Linked DNA regions of Hordeum vulgare: regions 2 and 3 are each linked to region 1. Evidence: chromatin contacts called from public Hi-C data. All regions are on one chromosome and are shown on one strand. The core of a region is the stretch at or near the end of the contact, and the rest is flanking DNA. Distances in the headings are between cores, read along the strand shown. Region 1 holds the start of LOC123448666 (tubby-like F-box protein 6). Region 2 holds the start of LOC123448667 (divinyl chlorophyllide a 8-vinyl-reductase, chloroplastic). Region 3 holds the start of LOC123448668 (zinc finger protein CONSTANS-LIKE 14-like).

Region 1 (3,720 bases), core at 1,083-3,582:
GCGTCGAACGACGATCTCCTCGAGGGCGTGGCGCTGGCGCTCCATTTCCTCCCGGACGTAGTCGTCCCGCACCCATTTGAGCGCCCGGTCTCCTTGTCGGCAGCCATGGCCTCATGCTCCTTCACGGAGAGGAGCGCTGGCTCAGTCTTCGGCTTGACGAGACGGGAGGAGGAAGCCGGTGGAGAAGGGACGCCGCCCTCGTTGATGACGAGGGCGTCGTTGCACGTGCGCCGCCCGAGCGGCATCTCCCGCGGCTCCAGATTGACGGGGAGGAGCGTCGGCGACCCGAACGACGTCGTCTCCATGCGCCTCGACGTCCATGAACTACCACGGCGGCGGGAGAAGGAGGGGGCGCCGGGTACTCCAACCGCGGCAAGTTGCCGTCCTCGATGTACTCGAGGACGGCATCCAGCGTGCAGCCGGGGACGCCCCACCATAGGCGTCACCCCTCGGAGTTGAAGCGACCGCGGGGTTCAGTGCCGTTGGCGGCGGCAAGCTGTTCGGCGTGGCGGCGTTCGAAGTATGTCGTCCACAACGTGTTGCTGTCGGGGGCGTACCTCGGCTGGTTCCGCGAGCTCTCTGCACGCCGGTGAGCTCCAGAGGGCGGCAGTGGCACCGGGACTCCGCCGGCGCTCAGCCTCCACTAGCCCGGCACCCGCATATCCGGTGCCGCCGGGTAGTCCGCCTCGCAGAGGAGGCGGGCCTCGGACTCGTGGAGGTGGCGGCGGCCGAAGCCGTTTGCCGCCGCTCCGTCACCGGGGTAGCGCTCGACAATGGTCGTCGGTGGAGAGAGGGGCGTCGGCAGCGAAAGGGGGAGAGGGGCGTCGGCGGTGAGAGAGGGAGAAGGGCTGTGACGAGAGGTGTGCGGCCACCGGCGAGGGAGGGACTGCTTATATAGCCGCCGGTGGGCAGAGAGCGGGCGACAGCCGTGCGTACGCGTGGCGGGAGGAGGCGGGACGGGCGTCGGAGCGACTTCACTGCACCGCCCGTGAGGAATCAATTGAAGGTTGACCGACGGCAGCCTTCGCATTGATTCCGCGCGAGAAAACGAGACGTTGAGGACGACAAAGAGTTCACAAAGAGTTCGCCCCAAAAACGTTCCCCCCTGCGACCCCGGTTCCCCTGCGACCCCGGTGCCCCAGCACACCGGGTTTGGCCTGGGTCCGCCGGCGGCAAAATCGACCCTAACCAACAAACAGGCTTCCGGACGCACGACTGGATTGTTTTTTTGCGTCGGCATTAAAAAAGTGCCTTTGGGGGTCTGTTAGGGGCGCGGCTGAAGATGCTCTGAAAGCACGACGGGCGACGGCAATGAAGCTATGACACAATTAATTAATTATTAATAATACATACGTAGTTGATACTTGATAGCATGAGTGAGCGAGGATAAGGTGATGAACCTGCTTGAGCGAGATAGGGAAGGTGAGTTTGGCGGACGCCTCCGGGACGCGCACGACCTCCTTCATGATGCCCCTCCAGGCCCGGCAGACGCCGGCGCATGCCACCACGTCCCGGCGGGAGGGCCAGCAGCCTTGGGAGTTCTCGATCCTCACCAGCACCTCCCGCAAGAGCTCCGGGGGCAGCTGCGCCCAGCAGGTCCCTTCCAGCGCGTCCGCCAGCCCCGCGGAGACCACCCGCGGTGCACCGGCGGCGACGCGGTGCGAGCGGGAGGAGCGCAGGCCGTGGCGCGAGATGTTCCCGAACTCGTCCTTCATGTCCTGAATTAGGCTCCTGAAAGACATTCCCCTTGCTCCGCCACCGCTCAAGTAATGAGGAATTCGAATGGCAAGCTTGGAGCGGAAAGCAAGGAATCTCGCATGTAGGAGCAGAAAGAAATGGCGAATCTTTGGATGAACGGAGCGGAGCGCGTGGGAAGCAGGCAAAGAAGCTATGGTGCAAGGTGCAAGGAGGAGGCAATGTATCCCTCCCTGGATCCCAGAACAAATCCAGCAAGGCCCAAGGAAAGAACTCAACCCACCCAAGAGAAAAGCGAATAGGGATAGCAAACAAGCATGAAGCAGAGCAACCCACCCCTTTCTCCCCCTCGAATAATGGCGCTGCAATTACGTTACAGAGATTCCTTTCTTGGTTTTGTGGAGACGACGAGAAGAAGAAGAAGCAAGATTCGAATCGAATCGAATAGAGAAACGAAAACGAAAAGGGTGGATTGGGATGAGGATCGAGGAAGAGGGAGGGTAGGTGCCCGGGGAATTTTTAGGTGGCGGGGCGAGGCGAGGCAAGGCGATAGATAGGTGGTGGTGGTGGCACAAAGAACCGCTCGGAGACGCTCCTAATCGCGTCCTTATATAATGGGGATGTGGTAATGGGATGGAGTTTGAGAGCTGCTGCTGCTGGGATTAGGGCTCGAGACCATCGATTCACACGTCTCCAATTAATTGCTAATCAAATTAATTAATGTTCGCTTGATTTCAAGGCGGAGGCTATTCTTTTGGCAATGTCACTGTCGGAAGGGAGATGTCAGGATGGCGAGGGAATCATCGTTACCCACACGCGGTCACTGCATCATTCATCTCTTCTGTCCTTGGCAATCATCAGCTTTCGGCTTGGTGCTGTGGTTTTTCACACTTGACTCCCCCTTGACCTTGACCTGACCTGACCCCGTCCGGACGAAAGTCACTGGAAGATGGGGAATTTTCTTTCTTGATGATAGTCTCTCTTTTTTTACGGGCATTCTTTCTTGCTTCAGCGATATATTTTTTCGTCGTAATCGATCTTGTTGGTTAAATATATAAATTATACTTAGATTTAAAAAATACGAACTCTCTACATTGTGGAATGAAGGGAGTACGTAGGCGCAATGCAGATGCATTATCTTACAAGTATCGTGTAGCATAAATAGTAAGATGAAGGTGAGAGAAAAATCATCTTACAAGTATCTTACGGCCAATGTCAACTATACATCTATATTATCTTTGTCGTGCGCTGTTGTCCAACACCAGCAATTTGTTTTTTTATAACGAAAAATACTATTTCATAAACTAAGAGTTTAAATTTCACGAAAGGTAGTGATCAACTGAACATGCTCATAAACTTAATAAGAATTTAAAACTTAATACTGATCAACTAAACATACTCATAAACTTCAGAGTTTAAAACTTCACAAAAGATACTGAAATAATTAAACTACTCTTCATTAAGGATTATCCTTAGCTCGCGAATCTTCTTCAAATTGCTCTCTTCGTCATTTTTTATGCGAGCAACTTCTCTATGTAGCTCAGTCCTATCTGTCGTGAGTAGTTTTTCTCCTCCTTCAATTTATCCCTCTCCTCCATCAAGTTATCCCTCACTACTGGAATTCAGAATTTTACCGTCTGCCTTGCCTTTGCCGTCTGCTGATGCATGGCAAAGGTACTCTTTGCCGTCAGCTGTCACAGTGCTGACGGCAAAGAGGTGGCTGATGGCAAAGGTTTAATTTGTCGCCGGCCACGTCTTTGTCGTTCGCTGGCGGGCGACAAAGAAGCCCTATGCGGACGGCAAAGGGCGGGCAAACGGCAAAGCCCCCCCCCCCCCCCCAAACGGCCGAAACCCCACCCCAACCTCCCCGCCCCTTTGTCGTGTGCCTCGGACTCCTTTGCCGTCTGCCTGGGAGCACGGCAGACGGCAAAGGGGACATCGGCCCACCAACCACACTAACGGCTGCCCCCACCCGATGCCTCCCCCACCTCGTCGCCCTCCTCCCGCACGCCTGCCCCCACCGTC
Region 2 (4,062 bases), core at 914-3,413, 710 kb after region 1:
TGTACTCATAAGTTAGCCACATCATATAATGCTTAGTCGCTTGCTGCAGCCTCACCACTTAACCATACCTCACCTTTTAAGCTTTGCTAGTCTTGATACCTTTGGAAATGAGATTGCTGAGTCCCCTGTGGCTCACAGATTACTACAACACCAGTTGCAGGTCCAGGTAAAGGTTACTTGAAGCGAGCGCGTTGATTGTTCATTTGGAGTTGCTTCTTCTTCTTCTTCATCATCGATCTAGGATGGGTTCCAGGCCGGCAGCCTGGCATAGCAAGGATGGACGTCGTTTTCTTTTCTTGTTTTTTTTTCATCCGTAGTCGGACCCTGCTCTTCTTCATGATGTTTATGTATTGTACTGATGTGACTCTGATGTAGCTTGTGGCGAGTGTAAGCCAATTCCATATATCTCATCTTTTCAGTACATGTACTTGTAACGATATCCATTCTTGCGAAACGACGAGATGCGCTTCTATCCCTGACGAGGCCCTCGCACCAAATTAAGGATAGGATTGCATCTTGGGCGTTACACTTGGCCTTGGGGAGGGCGAGCTTCGTGCAGTGAGCGTGGGGGGTTGGCAGGCCATAAACAAGGGGGAGCACGGCGACAGTCTCGCACCGCCAGCAACAGGGATGACCACCGGGACAAAGATAGGGGTGACCGTCTTAGCTTCAAAGGAAGGAGATGGAGCAACAACTCCGATGTCTTGCATTGCACGATAGGACAGGATGGTCTCGATGACATCCACGGTCGTGGTACGACGAGGCGTTGACGTATGTAGAGTCAAAGCAGGGCACACAACTGCATGTCGTTCCTTGGCCCCGAAATAGGGAGCGATCCACCGTAACCAAGAATCCTCGCTTGTCGCTGAGGTGAGATAAATCACATCATAAGAGGTCCATCACGGCAAGGAAGGGGGCAAGCGGCCATGGGTGTCTTTGTTGACCGGGCTAGTAGCTCCTTCAGTGCGGCCAGAGTGTGTCGGGCAGTCCGCAGGGCGACAACGGTCATGCCTAACAGAGTCTGGGATGGCGGCACCTTGAGGTAGGCGCTGGATAAGCTTGTTGTCGATGGAGTGCGCGTCGGGGCCCTCGTGCCAACGTCGACGCCCATCATGGCCACGGTCTTCTCTACCATCTCCGTACCCACCATCGGCACGACCTCCGGGACACGCGACCTGTTTCGAAAAAAGCGCATGCAAAAATCATCTTTGGAGTTGTTTTCGTTGTCACATTTGTCTCGATCGTTACAACCACGGTCAATCGACATTGCATCTAGATTGACACGCACGTCGCCACGACAATGATCAGTACAACCACCACAGTTGTTTCATTCGTCGCAGATGGAGCATCATGATTGGGAAGAGGTGCAAACATGTGCGGGACAACGGCTACAAGCGATGAGGTGTAATTCCGGGCACGGTGGCCAATCTACAACAAATTGATCTTTGCCACCCGTAACACCAGAAACATTTACTCAATACGCACAATTATCACTGAGGCTCACACGAAATGTTGTCATCATCAGCCAATGGATTTCAGCTCAAACCAAAATCTCCTTCGAGACGAAAAGAGAAATCAAGAATTGTACAAAACCGGAAAGAAAGAATGACGAATCAGTATGAATCCGAATCCCCCGAAACTCCAAGCGATGAACGAGGAATCACAGAATCAACATGATAGTATAGGATACCCCCAATAAAATTAAATTGGAGCGGCCGTCTAACCTGACAAGCCTAGTTTTCCGAGCGGAACAGTGCAGCGGAGGAAAAGGGCATGTTTCTTTAAAAAGTCTTAGGACTTTTTTAGTCCCAACTAAAAAGTCCTTAGTTCCTACCAGTTTTCTTTCCACGGACTAAACAGAGACTAAAGGTTATTAAATCACATGCAAAAAGACCATGTTACCTCTAGTAATGTATTAGAAGTTATTAAATGTCATGCTAAAAGTAGGGGCACGGTTGAAAAAATACCAAAAAAGTCTTAAAAACACCCTCTATAAGGACTTCTTCATTTAGTTTCAAATACCCCTTTTTAGTCCCTAAAAGTTCTTCATGTTTCTTTCACATAAGACTAAAAAAAATTGTTTTTTAGTTCCTTCAGCAAAATGTCCCTCTAAATAAACACCCCCAAAGTTAGGCTGTGGCTAAGATGAAACTAAGCCGAGGGTCAACGTTTTTCTAACCCAGAACGGAAGCGAGAAAATCACACGCCCGGATTGCCTCCCCAAGCCACCACCACAAACGCTCGCCGGCTTCCCCACACTCGATAGTCGATACTGCATTTCCGTCGAGCGCGATGGCCGCCCTTCTCCTCTCCCCCCGCCTCCCCACCAGCACGGCCGTCGCAGCTCCCCGCCCCACACCGCGCTTCCTCTCCTTCTCCCTCACAACCGCCAAGGCTTGCCGCCGCGGGGGCTGCATCCTCGCCTCCTCCGCGACGTCGCCCTCCCCGGCCGCGGCCCAATCATTCCGTTCCCTGCCCCCCTCCGATACCACCGTCCTCGTCACCGGCTCCACGGGCTACATCGGCCGCTTCGTCGTCCGCGAGCTGCTCTATCGCGGTCACCGCGTCATCGCCGTCGCCCGCCCCCGCAGCGGCATCCACGGCAAAAACTCCCCTGAGGAGGTTGTCTCCGACCTCGCCCCCGCCCGCGTAGTCTTCTCCGATGTCACCGACCCGGGCGCCCTCCTCGCGGGCCTATCGGAGTACGGTCCCGTACACGCCGCGGTCTGCTGCCTCGCCAGCCGCGGCGGCGGGGTGCAGGATTCGTGGCGCGTCGACTACCGCGCCACGCTCCACACCCTCCAGGCCGCGCGCAGCCTCGGCGCCGCCCACTTCGTCCTCCTCTCCGCGGTCTGCGTCCAGAAGCCGCTCCTCGAGTTCCAGCGCGCCAAGCTCAAGTTCGAGGACGAGCTCGCCGCCGAGGCGGCGCGGGACCCGGCATTCACCTACAGCATCGTCCGCCCCACCGCCTTCTTCAAGAGCCTAGGCGGCCAGGTGGAAACCGTCAAGAAGGGCAATCCCTACGTCATGTTTGGCGACGGCAAGCTCTGCGCTTGCAAGCCTATCAGCGAGGAGGATCTCGCCTCCTTCATCGCCGATTGCATCTTCGACGAGGAAAAGGCTAACAAGGTGCTTCCAATTGGAGGGCCGGGGAAGGCCCTCACGCCGCTGGAGCAAGGGGAGATGCTGTTCCGGCTGCTCGGGCGCGAACCCAAGTTCATCAAGGTGCCCATTCAAATCATGGATGGTGTCATCTGGGTGCTCGATGGATTGGCCAAGGTGTTCCCGGGGCTGGAGGATGCCGCCGAGTTCGGCAAAATTGGGAGGTACTATGCGTCGGAGAGCATGCTAGTGCTCGATCCCGAAACCGGGGAGTACAGTGACGACAAGACGCCGAGCTATGGCACAGACACGCTTGAGCACTTCTTCGACAAGGTAATAAGGGAAGGAATGGCGGGGCAGGAGCTGGGCGAGCAGACCATCTTCTAGGCCTTCCGGCTTGTAAGTGACGCTTTTGACATGTTGATATTTCCAACACAATTAGTAGCCCAAATGTACCATGCAAGGCGTTGTCTAATTTGAGGGTGGAGAATTTTGCTATATGAAATCATTTATAGATCAAGATTTCTTAAGGAGGTTGAAACCACTGCTCTCTGCATCATGGCGATGCACACAATCAACTCGTATTACAGTTGAGCAAGGCAACAAAGTCAAAAACATCAACAAACAAAATAACAAAACATGGGCAACCATGGGCAATCCGTCATAAAATATGATTGGGAAGCTCTAAGCGAGAGATATCTGGGACTACCAACGGTGGTTGGGAAATCTAAAGATGGTACTTTTAAATATGTGACAGGGTGTTCTAAAGGGAAGGTGACTGGATGGAAGGGGCAAGGTCTTTTAAGGCAGCTAGAGAAGTGTTGGTAAAGTCTGTTCTTCATGCCACTCTAACATTCAGCATGAGCTGTTTTCACCTCACAAAGAAGATGTGTCGGAACAGGTTTCGATCTCGTCAAAGTTCTGGTGGGGTGCAGTTAACGGGGAGTGAAAGGTGTCGGA
Region 3 (3,743 bases), core at 504-3,003, 920 kb after region 1:
ATCGTTTAAAATAACTTATGATAAAAAATGCGTTGCATTCATTGAAGTTTTTGCGTGTTTGCTGCAATGCCTCGCGCGTCAAATTTTGCTGTTTTCGTTGGAGCCAGCGTTCACCGACGTGCTAAAATTAGATGTGTATGCATTGTAAACTCAATTTGTGTGCTTTGCGCTTTGGGCGCATGTTGGAGATGCTTAAAAAAATATATGCCTCATCAACATAGCTATGACTTGATAGAAAAGCTTGCCGCGAATACTTGGCCACATATGGTGCAGAATATCTCTACTTCTCTGGTGTCTTCCGTTTGAATAGATATGCCGCAGATACTACCAGTTGTCTAAACACAAATTCAGTTAACATCCGAGCAAAAATTCTTCTTGGTTGATGAGTAATTGCAGTGGTGGAACAAAAATCCTGGCTACAGTCACAGTAATATATCTATCAAGCATGGGGAAATTAGTCAGATAGACTGAAGTACGTGGATTAAATTTATACCTCGTAACCAGGGGTTGGCATGGTTGCAACCTCATGGCTGTTATCTGTGCCAAAATCGCCATTTCCAGCAGTGTAGTGTGGCTGTGTCCAGGAAGGCAACTGATGAGCAGCTTGCTCTGCCTCCTCACGAGGTGTTATCTGACCGCCGCCCATGTCGACCTCCGCGAGCTCATGTAACTGCCGTATGACCTCATCATTCGTCTTTCCATTGGGCGACGAGTTGTGGATCTTTTGCAGATCAGTTAGAGCTAGGTGTGAGAATTCAGAGCAAGAGCAGAAAACTTGAGAATTTAATTTTGGCAGACGGCGAGCGAGCGAGCAGGTACCTTTGGGGACAAGGGCGTGACGAGGGGCTGGAAGCCATGGCAAGAAGTGGTGGGCACGATGAGATCCTCCAGGCTGAACACGTGGGGCTCCTCCCAGATGGCCCACCAACCGTCGTCGGCTTTGGCGGCCGAGGGTTTGTCCAAGTCGGGGACCCCGAGAAGAGCGGCGAGCTCGTGCGCCGACGGTCGTCCCGTATACCCCTGGACGGTGCATCGGTCGTGCAGCGGCAGCTCGCCGTCCCGGCTCCTCGCGAAGTCGCAGTTGGAGCAGAGGAATTCGGGGCCGCCGTGGCGGAAGACGGCCCCGGTGGCGCGGCATGCGGCGCAGAGCGGGGCGCGCAGGTGGCGGGAGCAGACTGCGTTAGCGGCGTGCACGTGGCGGTCGCACGGCAAGCAGAGCCTGGCGCTGTCGGCCCGGCAGTATACCACCGCCTGTGGGCCGCTGCAGTAGTCGCAGGTTACCGCGTCGCCGGAGAGCTCCTTGTCCATGACCGGCAGCTCTGGATCCTGGCGCTCGTCTTGACCCATGTGATGGAGTGGAATGGTCACTGGTGGAAAAGACGGAATGGTCGCTGGTAGAAAGTAGGCGCTGCTACCTACAAAAAGAAGAAGAAGAAGAAGAGGAGAATGAGGAGGTCGAAGAGATAATGCGTGCATATACGGCTTGCTTGCGGAAAAAGAAGGTGGGAGAAGAAGCACGAGAGCGGGAGTAAACCGCGAAAGGGATGGTTCGAAAGCTGCCTCGTCACTCACTCGCGTAGCTCGCTCCGATATTTCTGTGGATGACTGTGAGCTCTGAGGCCGGCGACGTGGCGGGGTCCGGCGTGCGTGAGGCTGCCCGCGGGCCAGGTGTTGGAGCGGCAGTCTCGTCGCGTCGACGAGCCGGACAAGAACGGCTTCTCCATGGTTCCATCGACTGTGGGAAAGGAAAGGGGATGCTGAGCTTGGCCCAGTTGTCTCACGAGATCTCTTGCAGGTCCAGCCGACAGGAGATGCGGCCGTTGGCGGAAAGGGACCGCTTGGATGGGTCTCAAGCCGAGCATGACGTAACGGCTGAGGTAATGCCGAGAGTATCCTATTCCTAGCGCGCGCAAATTCACTGTTTTCACCCTGATGCCAAACTTTAACACGATTTCATCGAATCTGATTTTTTTACCGTGATAGACGTTGATGGTAGAATATAAAAGGCTACCATCATGATCAACGGCGGTAGGTCTCTAGTGAACGTGCTGACGTGGCAATGGTGTGGCAAGTGGTTGTCGCGGTAGCAGGATAAAATCACTGTTCTGGCCCACAAAACGAAAAGAATTCACATAATTAACTTGACTTGAAAGTATTTTATGGTCTGACCTTTTTAGAAATGCCACAGCCCGTGGCGTTGCCTCTTCACGTAGAAATGTGAGTCTATCTTGACGTTTCTTGTCCACATACAAACGCGAGTCTACCGTCGAGTTGCAGTCCATGTAGAAACGCCAGTGATGCTGGCGTTGCTACCCACGCGCCAAACGCCATAGACAGTGGCGTTTCAACGCTACTAGCTGGTCAATCGAGGCTGTAGCAATAGCACTCACCTACATGAATTATTAGTGGAGCAAGCCACGCCTCTCTTTCTCTCTCTCTCCATAAATCTTGTGCAAGCAAACACAAGAAACATCACACATGCACACATACATCTGCACTCATGTGTATAGGTAATAGCTAGGCCTTGTAGTATGTCCTTTGCTTGCATCCATCATTCTCATCTCCATCAATATCTCACCCTGTGGCAGGCTTAGCTAGTAGGGCATGCATGCATGCAGCTTGAGGAGAGAGAGAGAGGAGTAATAAAGACAAGGGCACCTCTTACAAAGCCCTGGCTGGGTATTTAGTTGAGAAGGGTATGCACAAGCGCAAGAGGTGGCCAGCTAGGGGTCCTACAGGTGCATGCATGCATGCTTACTTAGTTGTTCTGCGCATGTATGCTAAATATGGGACATGATTGACATGAACATGCAGTGCGCCAGCGTGCTGCTGGAACAGTGCAGTGCAATGCAATGTCTGATACAAGGCTCCAGTCACTGCCTTGTGATGCATGCACATGCACTGCTGGCGCCACATATTATTTGGAGGTAATAGCATCCCAAGTCCTACAACTTGCAGCACATGTGATGGTTTGGTCCTACAACTTGCAAAGTGCACCTATTTAGTCCTAGAACTTGCAAGTGTTGTGCACTTTCAGGCCACAGCCATTCACAGCACGCCAAGTGGACAGGGTGGGTCAGGGTTGGTCATTTTGCGCCCAGGCCCTTGCATTTATCAGTTATTAATCGGCTGCTGTCGGTACCACCTAAGAAAACAGCTGAATTTAATAACCCTAATAACTCCTCTGTTCCACGACGACGACAACTTTTGTTCTGTTCATTCCTTCTCCCTTGTGGGCCGCTTTTCCTCTTTCTTCTTTCTTCCTCTCCCTCGTGCGCGTCAGCTTGTCTTCTCCTGATGGCGTTGTCGGAGTTCTTCGGCGGCCGGGAACCGCCTGCGTCGACCCACCTCGTCCGGCCGCACTCTGTTTACCCACCAGACTACGGTAGTTCTCGTTGTTCTCTCTTGTCCTCCGTGATCTCCTCTTCTCTGGTTTGCTGATCCATGATTTGCTGTGGTGAGAAGAAGAGTTGTTGCTTAGTATTACATATGTTGCTGCTGATGATTTAATGCTTTGCTCTTGCTCTGGTGAGAAGAAGAGAGAAGAAGAGTTGGTGTTGATTTATGGTTGATGTAGTTTTAACATGCTTAAGCTATGGATTTAGGTTCTGGTATTTAGGATTGTAGAAGTTGTTGTGTTTTTGTGTGTGTGCAAGTTACATTTTCTTGTTAGATCTTGTGAGAAGAAGAGTTTTTGCATCTGGTGCTTAGTTTTAACTAAACACATCATGTAGTTTTAACTG

The links. A called contact is a pair of places that touch in the nucleus more often than the background predicts.
Region 2: a Hi-C map of seedling shows a contact between it and region 1, with 7 times the contacts expected there. The contact joins the promoter of LOC123448667 here to the promoter of LOC123448666 in region 1. A contact is called at or near these places in 2 of 6 Hi-C or Micro-C datasets (leaf and seedling).
Region 3: a Hi-C map of leaf shows a contact between it and region 1, with 6 times the contacts expected there. The contact joins the promoter of LOC123448668 here to the promoter of LOC123448666 in region 1. A contact is called at or near these places in 3 of 6 Hi-C or Micro-C datasets (leaf and seedling) and 1 of 1 datasets of contacts at active chromatin or transcription factors (embryo).

The regions. Positions count from the first base shown.
Region 1 is chr4H:378,161,512-378,165,231 of MorexV3_pseudomolecules_assembly, forward strand. It overlaps LOC123448666 (tubby-like F-box protein 6), which reads right to left and starts at 2,333. Exons shown (of 6, transcript XM_045125629.1): 1 at 1,401-2,333. The coding sequence starts at 1,742.
Region 2 is chr4H:378,867,651-378,871,712 of MorexV3_pseudomolecules_assembly, forward strand. LOC123448667 (divinyl chlorophyllide a 8-vinyl-reductase, chloroplastic) reads left to right here and starts at 2,164. Exons shown (of 3, transcript XR_006631896.1): 1 at 2,164-3,501; 2 at 3,860-3,926; 3 at 4,004-4,062.
Region 3 is chr4H:379,081,306-379,085,048 of MorexV3_pseudomolecules_assembly, forward strand. LOC123448668 (zinc finger protein CONSTANS-LIKE 14-like) reads right to left here and starts at 1,754. Exons shown (of 5, transcript XM_045125631.1): 1 at 1,573-1,754; 2 at 820-1,415; 3 at 494-721. The coding sequence starts at 1,732.